2 separate regions of the Pan troglodytes genome follow, and region 2 is linked to region 1. Evidence: chromatin contacts called from public HiChIP or PLAC-seq data. All regions are on one chromosome and are shown on one strand. The core of a region is the stretch at or near the end of the contact, and the rest is flanking DNA. Distances in the headings are between cores, read along the strand shown.

Region 1 (5,045 bases), core at 166-2,665:
CATCTCACAATGTTTCCTCACATGTTCCCTAGGCTCCCGACACACTGTACTGATTGCAGTTCTTACAGCACCTCCCACATGCTGTCCATTCTTCCTTTCCCTGGTATATGCTGATCTTTTGGTCTGAAACTTCTATTTCTTTTTAAATACTTTTTATTTGAACTAATTTTAGGCTTACAGAAAAGTTGCAAAAATAATACAGAGTTCTCATAAATTCCTTATCCATGTTCCCCTAACGTTATGATCTTACATAACTATAGCACAATGATAAAAACCAGGTATTTAACATTGGCAAAATACTTTTCTTTTTTTCTTTTCTTTTCTTTTTTTTTTGAGACGGAGTCTCGCCCTGTCGCCCAGGCTGGAATGCAGTGGTGCGATCTCGGCTCACTGCAACCTCCGCCTCCCGGATTCAAGCGATTCTCCTGCCCCAGCCTCCCAAGTAGCTGGGATTACAGGCGCGCGCCACTACGCCCAGTTAATTTTTGTATTTGTAGTAGGGACGGGGTTTCACTATGTTGGTCAGGCTGGTCTCGAACTCTTGACCTCGTGATCCGCCCGCCTCGGCCTCTCAAAGTGCTGGGATTACAGGCGTGAGCCACCGCGCCCAGCCGGTAAAGTACTTTTAAAACTACATGCCTTATCTGAAACTTCTATTTTTCTATTTTAGTTTATCTTACTCTTGCTTGTTTCCCAAGACTCGGCTTAGACACCATCACCTCCCGGAAGTCTTCCCTAAGCTCCTTCACCGTACCTTCCTCTCATCCTCTATACATGCAAATCATGCTAAGTGCTGCTCCTAGGTGGCCCCCGTAGTAATGTACTTATTACACTACGCTGCAATTCTCTGAGGTCCTGGAGAGCAGAGGCCGGTTCTAATTGATCCGGAATCCAGCTGGGCATGCAGGCACTTATTCCGTGTTCCTTGACTAAGTGCTCAAGGGGTCACGGAGCAGCACAGCACAGCGGTGTTGGGGGAGCCAGGGGCAGTCACCGTAAAGTAGAGACCAAGCTATGCACGACGATGGAGCAAAATGAACTAGAGTGCCCGCAGTCAGCCCTCTCCAGGGCTCCACTTTCCCGCAGGCCCGGCCCACCTACTGATTCCTCCTCTCTTTTCGTGATAGCCACGCCCCGCCACACCCACTCTTCCACTCCAAGCGTCTCCCGGAATCCATGGCCCCACCCCTTTCTCGCTCGTCTTTCTTCCGGCTCCATCTCTCCCAAGCCCCGCCCTTCTGATCTTTCCCTGCCTGTAAAAATCGCCTCTCCTTAGGTCCCGCCTTCTGCCCTCTGGTTCCACCTTTCCTTCCCGGGCTCCGCCTCCGCCCTGCCGGCCTCCACCTTCCCAGAGGCCTTCGCCTATGACACGCCGGAGTCCTTCTGAGGGGCGGGGTTTACGTACGAAGGGACGGAACCAAGAGGAGAGGCGGTGTTCCTCCCTTGGATAGCCGTCGGCGACCCCGCCCCTGCGTTTAGCCGTTGCCAGGAAACAAGCGTCCTTGCTCGGGTTTGGTCTGGCTCAGCCAATGAGCTGGCACGCCATTGCCCAGTCGTGCGTCGCCGGGCGGTTGCGTGTGGTGCGCGGGGGCGCGGGCTGCGTGTGGCGCGGGGCGGGGCGCGGCTGGTGCGCCTGAGAAGCGATGGCGGCGGCCTGAACTCACCTAACACCGCAGCAACAACCGGGCCCGGCCAGGTTCGGCATTCCGTGAGTGAACGGTACGCATGGGCCAGAGGGCCTGGAGAGTCGTTTGTGGGGATGAGAGACTGGGAAAAGACGGTGACGGGTTTGGTTACTGTACTGGTTGTGAGGGGTTGGCAGGTGGTGAGGGTCCGGGTGTGAGTGTCTAAGATAGGGAAGGAGAGTGAGAGCTTACAGGTGAGTGGACAAATGAGGGGCTGTGAGAGGCTGGGTGCTTTCGGAGGTGCCAAGTTGAAGGGACTCCTGAACGCGGTTTACTAGGGCTGGGGCTACTGAGGGCTGGTGTGAAGGATACCCTGGGACTAGAGTGAGGGGTAAGGCCTGCGCGAGGAGAGAGAGAGTAAAAGGCGCAGGTGGGAGCCTGCGGGGTGGCGGCAAATTGGTGAGGGAGTTGAAGGCGAGGCATGGAAGAAGGGAATTAGGGCTTGTGAGACTTGGATAAAGGTGAGAGGTTGGTTCTGAGGCCTCCTTCGATGGACTGCCCTGTCCAGTGAGAGCAATAGTTTTAGACAAAATAGGGCAGCTTAGATGGAAGTGTTGTGCACCTGACTCCTCTGCTCCCATGGACTTTCCATATTCTGGAGGACGAGAAAATGAAGGTGTCATAGGCAATAGTACTATGGTAATGAAAGTCATATTTGAGGCTCAGACTTCAACAGAGTAATCACAGAAACTTCAGTTCCTTCGAGTTCCTTCTCTGGACTGCATAGTTGAAGATGGGCCCTCTCATGAAGGGTTTTGCGCTGTGACAGCTTGTGTTTTCTCTCTACTTGCTTCTGGATAACCTTATTCCACTGTTGCTCCTTACCTGTGCTTAACTGTGGGTCTTTGATTGGATTGACCATATTCAGTTGCTAATTCCACTTTTATGGAGGTCATATGGTTTGCCCTATACGCACTATATTTAGGATCCCAAACAGGATGGCCTTACTCTCCTTTCTTACAGTTGAATTTTTTAAAAAGCTAGTTTATATTATATTTAAAATGTGTGTTTGATGAGTTTTGACATGTGTACACATCTGTGAAATCATCATCAGTCTCAAGATACTGAACATTTCAGCCACCTGAAAATTCATCTCTTCCTCTCCACACCCTGTAGTTGGGTTCATCTTACTAGCATTCTTTTAGGTCCTCTTCTCCCCACCAACCCAAATGCACGTGAAATTCTGGAAAGTTGGTTTGGCATTCAGTGATAATGGCCACTTTCACACTACTAAATTTTCCTCTCTACTGCTAGTCTGCCGTGGGGTTGGGACATCCTATTCTTTCCAGACTCAGAAAGAGTTAAGTCTTTCCTAGAAAGAGTTAAGTCTTTCCTTAACTCTACATTGGACAGGGAGAGACCATTTCCTGAGAATTAGACAGCCTCAGTCCCCATTCTTTTCCAGAGTCTTAGCTTCAGAGCCAACTCCTATATCCTGTAGTATATTCTCATTGCTTCTTTCTGGAGTCCAGACAGGCCTCCATATTGGTAGAACACTTGGCAACTTGCCCAGTCAGTCAGAACTTACAGTTCAGAGTTTAGAGTAGTGGTTCCTAAACACTGGACCAAGGACCCTGTACATGATAAAATTATCATCTATCCAAGATGGAGGGAGAGAAAGACAGTATGGTTATTCATGAAGATAAATTTATTCTCAGAGATTATCATTCCTATTCTTTTGGTGTTGAAGTGCTCTTTCATTGATGCAGTAATGGTAACAGTAGATGGTGGGTTAAAAAAAAAAAGATCTAATTTACCCAAATAAAAAGTGTCAACCCAATTTTTAATTTTAAAAATTATTTCTATAGCTTTATGAACTTCAGAAATTTAAAGTGATGATGGTGTGGCTGTTGTATTAGGTTGAGGAAGCATACATTTATACAATGATTCTGTATAACTTAACATCTGAACAGCATTCATGCTTTACATAGGGATTTCAAATTTTATTATACTGATTTATTTAGGTACCTTGTAGACAAAGACAGGAACTTTCATTTTATAGATGAGAAATTAAATTCAATAGCCAGAGATCATATAGGGATACAGTGGCAAGGCTGAACCCAGAATTTTGTCTCAGAGTGAGAGAGACTTTGGGAAAGAAGATTTATAATAGACACTGAAGGTGATGTGGGAGGATTTTTTAATGATTTGTAGTTGTTCTATTTCCAAAAGACAGAAAAGGGACTGTGAGAGTGACATAGGGATGAAGGTTATGTTTAATGCTGTCGCAGTGACATTGGAACAGGTATATATAATACCTGGATCACATCTTGATAGTGGATCATATCATGATAGTGATAGGATGAATCAAATCAAATATTAGATGGTTCTTAGGGACTGTCTAAATCCTTGTTATAATGGAGAAAGCACTGGATTTGGTAAGCTTATTGTTTGCTATCCCAAACTCTGTTGAAATAGTAGTGCATTAAGTATAATGGATTTTGATTTGTATCATATAGTGAGTGGTAGTTCTGAGAGGATGAAACATACATGAGGATGATGATGTAGAGATAGAAACATGTTTAGGGTACTGTGTTAATCATTTATTCCATATCTGCTCTGTGCCAGGCACTCTACTAAGTGCTAGGAGAATGAATTCATTTATTCATTCAACAAATACTTGTTCAACATATAGTTTGTGCTTGTGATGCTCACATTTAATGGGATAACAACATGAATAAAACATGGTCATCTGAGCTCTCAAGGGATTTTCAGTCTAGTAGGGAGAGAGAGACACATGAAAACATAATTTCAATTTAGAGAGATAATGTGAAATGTGAAAATATATCATAATAGGCTGGGCGTAGTGGCTCACGCCTGTAATCCTAGCATTTTGGGAGGCTGAGGCAGGCAGATCGCTTGACCTCAGGAGTTTGAGACCGACCTGGGCAACATTTTGAAACCCTGCCTCTACCAAAACAACAACAACAACAGTAAAACCACCACCAAAAAAACCCACCAAAAATTAGCCAGGTGTGGTTGCACATACTTGTGGTCCTGGCTACTCCGGAGGCTGAGGTGGGAGGATTGCTTGAGCCTGGGAGGCAGAGGTTGCAGTGAGATGAGGTCACGCCACTGCACTCCAGCCTGGGTGACAGAGTGAGGCCCCACCTCAAAAAAAAAAAAAAAGAAAGAAAGAAAATATATCATAATGAGTTGATTACTCCTTTGTATCTAGTGTCATCTTTCCCTATATTCCAAGTATACATGTTTATTGATCTGTGTATCTCCACAAGTATCTCAAAATTAACATGTCCAAAACAGAATTCATAGTCTTTGCCCCAAAAGCCCGACTTTGCCCTCATATCCCCTGTCTCAGTCCAGGCAGGGACTACATTGTCATCTTTCATACTTTCTGCT
Region 2 (4,445 bases), core at 1,738-4,237, 370 kb before region 1:
CCTTCCAGTTTCATTAATTCCACCCCTTTTCCTTCTGGCAGCATCTTCCTAGAGTCTTCCTAGACCCAGCTAGAGTCTTCCTAGATGTTAGGCCCACTGGGCAACTGCCTAAGCCTGTATTTCCTCACCAACAAAACAGTAACAGTGCTTACTGTCTTTATCAGGGTACCCTTTGAGAATTATATGAAAAATGGAACAAATGACTTTGCAAAGTATTAAAGAGAAATAGTGTAGAACCTAATGGGAACCAGTGAAGTCTAGACTAAGATGACAGGTGATCCTGACCTGTCAAACCTAAAAACTAAACTCCACCAATTTTAAAAAATAAAGAATTTGAATTTGCCACTCTGAGTCACCATCACTACTGCTCTTCTTGCCTTCCTATCTCAGCCAACCTTGTAGAACTGGTGTACATTCACTTTCACTATTTGCTCACCTCTCAACTTTCGTTTTCTTTTTCTGTTTTAAGACAGAGTCTTGCTCTGTGGCCCAGGCTGGAGGGCAGTGGCATGATCTTGGCTCACTGCAGCCTCTGCTTCCCGGGTTCAAGCAGTTCTCCTGCCTCAGCCTCCGAGTAGCTGGGATTACAGGCGCACGCCACCACGCCTGGCTAATTTTTGTATTTTTAGTAGAGACAGGGTTTCACCATGTTGGTCAGGCTGGTCTCGAACTCCTGACCTCGTGATCCACCAGCCTCGGCCTCCCAAAGTGCTGGGATTACAGGCATGAGCCACCGCACCCGGCCTACTTTTCAATCTGCCACAAATCTGCTGTATTGAGAGCAGAGATTATGTCAGATTCTGGACTCTAGCACCCAGCACAGAAGGTGTTCATCATAGTGCCTTAAATTAAGGAACCCAATGTAGTCTGATTTCTTCACCCATTATTCTGAAACAACACTCACAGATGGTCAAATACATCCTAACTGCACATTGAGGGGAACAACAGACACTGGGGCCTACCAGAGTGGGGTGGATAGGAAGAGGGAGAGGATCAGGAAAAATAACTAATGGGTACTATGGCTTAATACCTGGGTGATGAAATGATCTGCACAACAAACCTCCATAACACGAGTTTACCCATCCAACAAACCTGCACATGTACCCCTTAACTTAAAAAAAAAAAACCCAACTGTAAATTCAATGGCTACTTTAAAATATTAATGTTCTTTGATCTCTCAGTAGCCTGTACTGCTGTTGACCACCTCCCCTTCATTAAAACATTCTCTTCTGTAAGCTTTACTCACACATTTTCCTATTTCTTTTTCAACTTCCAGTTGCTCCTTTTCTGTCGTGCAGGCTTCCTGTCCCCTGACCTCTTGCCTTCCACTCTCCTGAGACATTCTCCTTCACAACCATGTCTTCAAGTATCATCTATATATATGATATATATATGCTATCTATATGCTGATAGCTCTCAAATCTGTGTCTCCAAGTCAGGTTCCTCCCCTGAATTGCAAATCTGCATAACCAACAACACACTCAACATTTCCACCTTGCTGCATTGTCACCTTAACTTTAACATGTCCAGAATAAAATGCCTCATCCTCCAGTTTTCTCCATCTCAGTAAAAACAACCAAGTTCCCAAGCCAGAACCCCGGTCCTCATCCTTGCCCCTACTCACTCCCCACACCAAGTTCCACAATTCTTCGTCCTAAAGACTTCTGGAATTTGATCACTTCTCTTTTTCACTCACCCTAATTCTAGTCCAAGACATCATTACTTCTACGATGAACTAGGCAATTGCCTCCTTTCCACCTGCTCTTCACAAAGCATCCAAGATGATACTGAAAAATGGACAATCTCATTATGTCACTATACAGCTTTAAAACCTTGCTTTTAAAATAAAGACCTTCTTATAGCCTAAATATGCTTGCATGATCTGGCTGATCCTTGGAGACCTCTACAGTCTTATGTCCTGTTCTTTTCCTCTTGTACCCAATGCTCCGACCCACAGAGATCATCTATCCTCCAGCCATATGGAACTCCAGACAATTTCCTGTTCTCTCTGCTCTGTGCCTTGCCCCCTAGCCTTTGGCCATGCAGTCTACTGAGGCTGGAAAGCTCTCTGTAGCCTCTGCCTGTGAAACTCTTATTCTGCAGTCAAGATTCAGCTCAAACTGCGTCCTCTGTGAAAACCCTCTGCCCGCCACAGGCTATGCTTAGCACTCATTACACTGGCTAGCAAAGGCAGCCGCCACCACCAGACATGAGCACTCCACTCCACGTAGCCAGATCTCTAGCCTTCCTCTCATCCACCAACCGTTTCGGCTCACCCCTGGTTGAGGTCGTTCTCCGTGTTGTCCAGCCACAGGCGAACGGCGACGGCGTTGCCCTCCCGGCACTGAGTGAAAATGTCGTCCATAGCAGCGTCCCGGCGCCGAGTCCCCTGGATTGGGGAAGCCTGAGGACTGTGGAGTGATCCAGGGAAGGAGGATGAACCCCAAGCTTTATCCTCTACAGGAGAGAAGTGTTTGTGTTGGGGGTAGGGGGCCTGAGCTGCGTCCCCGGCTAGTGGGGGTCTGTGAAGGAGTTCGGGGCTGCGGGATGATCCCTGGCTGTGTCCTCTAGACGCGAGGTAAAGGCGGGTCAGGGTGGGCAGGGGGTGACGAAGAGGTCGTGTCTGCTGAACGGATGTCCGAGAGCAGGCAACTAGACCCGATCGGCGAACAGAGTTGGGGGAAGTGGGGAGGTTCAGGCTCCGTATACTCTGGGAGAGGGGACCGGGGGTCCTCCCCAGGGTTGGCTCCGTTCCTTACTTGGAACTCAGGAGAAGTGAGGGGTAACAGGGGGCGCGGGTCCTCTCGCACTCACCGGGACTCGGGCTGCAGGATCCTTCTCCGGGGAACTCCCGTCCGGCCGCGCCCGCAGCCCGCCGCCGGCCCCGCCCCGCCCCGCCCCGCCCGTGGCGCTCTTGGGCAGCGCGGGCCTCCGTCCCTCCCCTCCCACCGCCTCCCTGCCCTTCTAGCCGCGCCTGGCTAAACTCGATGGTTCGCTGCGCCGCGCCGGCCGCTCTAGCAACCCCTGGCCGTCACGCTTTGGTTTCCGGGTCGGTTCTGGCAGGTCTGAGCGCTCCGACTTCCAGAGGAGCGCTGTGCACGTGGAGAAGAGCGGGGACTCGGCGACCCTGCCCTCCCGACCCTCATGTTCGAAGAGCCTGAGTGGGCCGAGGCGGCCCCAGTAGCCGCGGGCCTTGGGCCCGTAATCTCACGACCTCCGCCTGCGGCCTCCTCGCAAAACAAGGTGAGTGACTCGCAGGGGCGATGGGAGCTGTTTCAGGCCGCGAAGCGGACATTGGTGGATCCCAGCGCTGTGTGTATTGCGGGGAGGGACACCTGTGGCACCGTTAAGGGCGAGTCCTGATCTGAAGATCCGAGAACTTCCAAAAGAAACTGACGTTGGGTCAGAGAGAGTTGTTGAGTAGAAGTTGGTGAAGCGAAGAGGGTTCTTCAGACAGGAAAAAGTACGTACAAGGGCCCTGGGACAAGAGAGCATGTTCTGTTAGGGTCACAAACACAAGTGGTCCTTGTGGTTGAAATACATAGTAAATGAAAGGGGATGCTGTTCAAGAGGTAGAAGTTTTGCGTATATTGAGAATAGAAGCCAATGAAAGGTTTTAGGCAATGGAATTATTTCTTCAGATTTGTATTTTGAAAGGGTCGTTGGTTGCAGTGTGGAGGATGGATTGGAGACAGTAAGAGTTGTCAGTATCATTGTTCAAAGGAGGGTGTGGGAAACTTAGAATCAGGGTAAGTGCCTGGCCTAGGATTACCTGGTAGGACTGCAACACAGAATCAGCCTTCCCGACAATACATCTTCTCCTTTGAGCCTCTGCAGATGTGAGGGCCCTGCTTCCTCAGGCTTTTCTTACCCTTCAGTCTGCCTCCAACATGGAATCGGCCTGCTTTGTTTCCTCCTTTTTCGTCCCCTAGCCCCATTACCATTGTCCAAGCCGCTGGCCTCTCTGTCTGCAATTTCTCCCCTTCAGTTTGTTTTCTACACTGCAGCTAGAGACATGTTAAATATTTAATATACGTGTGTGATCATGTGTCTCCTGTGTTCAGAAGCCTCCTTACCTCTTACAGAAATGTATCAGCTCTAGGCAAAAGCTCAAGGTGAAGGGTTGGAATTCCTGGTCTCTGGCCTTGGTCTTGTTGCTTGTGGCCTTTGCATTTTCCTTTGGGGAAACCTCCATTAGCTCATTTACACATTGAAGAAAGTGGGATAGGTGGTTTCTCTGCTCTCCAGCTTCCCAGAAGTTGGGGTGGTGACATAAAAGTTCTTCTGGGTTCTGGCAGGCTTGACTGGGAAGAATTCAGATGCTTCTGCCAGTCTGAATCAGGTCCACATCTCTCCCTTCTTGTTCTCCAGGCCTCATCCATTCTCTTTAGGCCCACTCTCATCCCCTGTTTTCCTCCAGGGCTCCAAGCGCCGCCAGCTCTTGG

The links. HiChIP or PLAC-seq counts read pairs in DNA pulled down with a chosen protein or histone mark.
Region 2: an H3K4me3 HiChIP or PLAC-seq map of stem cell-derived excitatory neurons shows a contact between it and region 1, with 2.2 times the contacts expected there. The contact joins the promoter of RRP8 here to the promoter of FHIP1B in region 1. A contact is called at or near these places in 1 of 7 Hi-C or Micro-C datasets (stem cell-derived neural progenitor cells) and 1 of 1 datasets of contacts at active chromatin or transcription factors (stem cell-derived excitatory neurons).

The regions. Positions count from the first base shown.
Region 1 is chr9:10,379,404-10,384,448 of NHGRI_mPanTro3-v2.0_pri, reverse strand. It overlaps FHIP1B (FHF complex subunit HOOK interacting protein 1B), which reads left to right and starts at 1,415. Exons shown (of 12, transcript XR_010147458.1): 1 at 1,415-1,719. CNGA4 (cyclic nucleotide gated channel subunit alpha 4) reads right to left here. Exons shown (of 7, transcript XM_054661975.2): 2 at 4,675-4,796.
Region 2 is chr9:10,750,954-10,755,398 of NHGRI_mPanTro3-v2.0_pri, reverse strand. It overlaps RRP8 (ribosomal RNA processing 8), which reads left to right and starts at 2,987. Exons shown (of 8, transcript XR_008537959.2): 1 at 2,987-3,243; 2 at 4,421-4,445. It overlaps ILK (integrin linked kinase), which reads right to left and starts at 2,405. Exons shown (of 10, transcript XM_054661992.2): 1 at 2,277-2,405. The coding sequence starts at 2,365. LOC134807232 (a long non-coding RNA gene) reads left to right here. Exons shown (of 2, transcript XR_010147124.1): 2 at 1-343.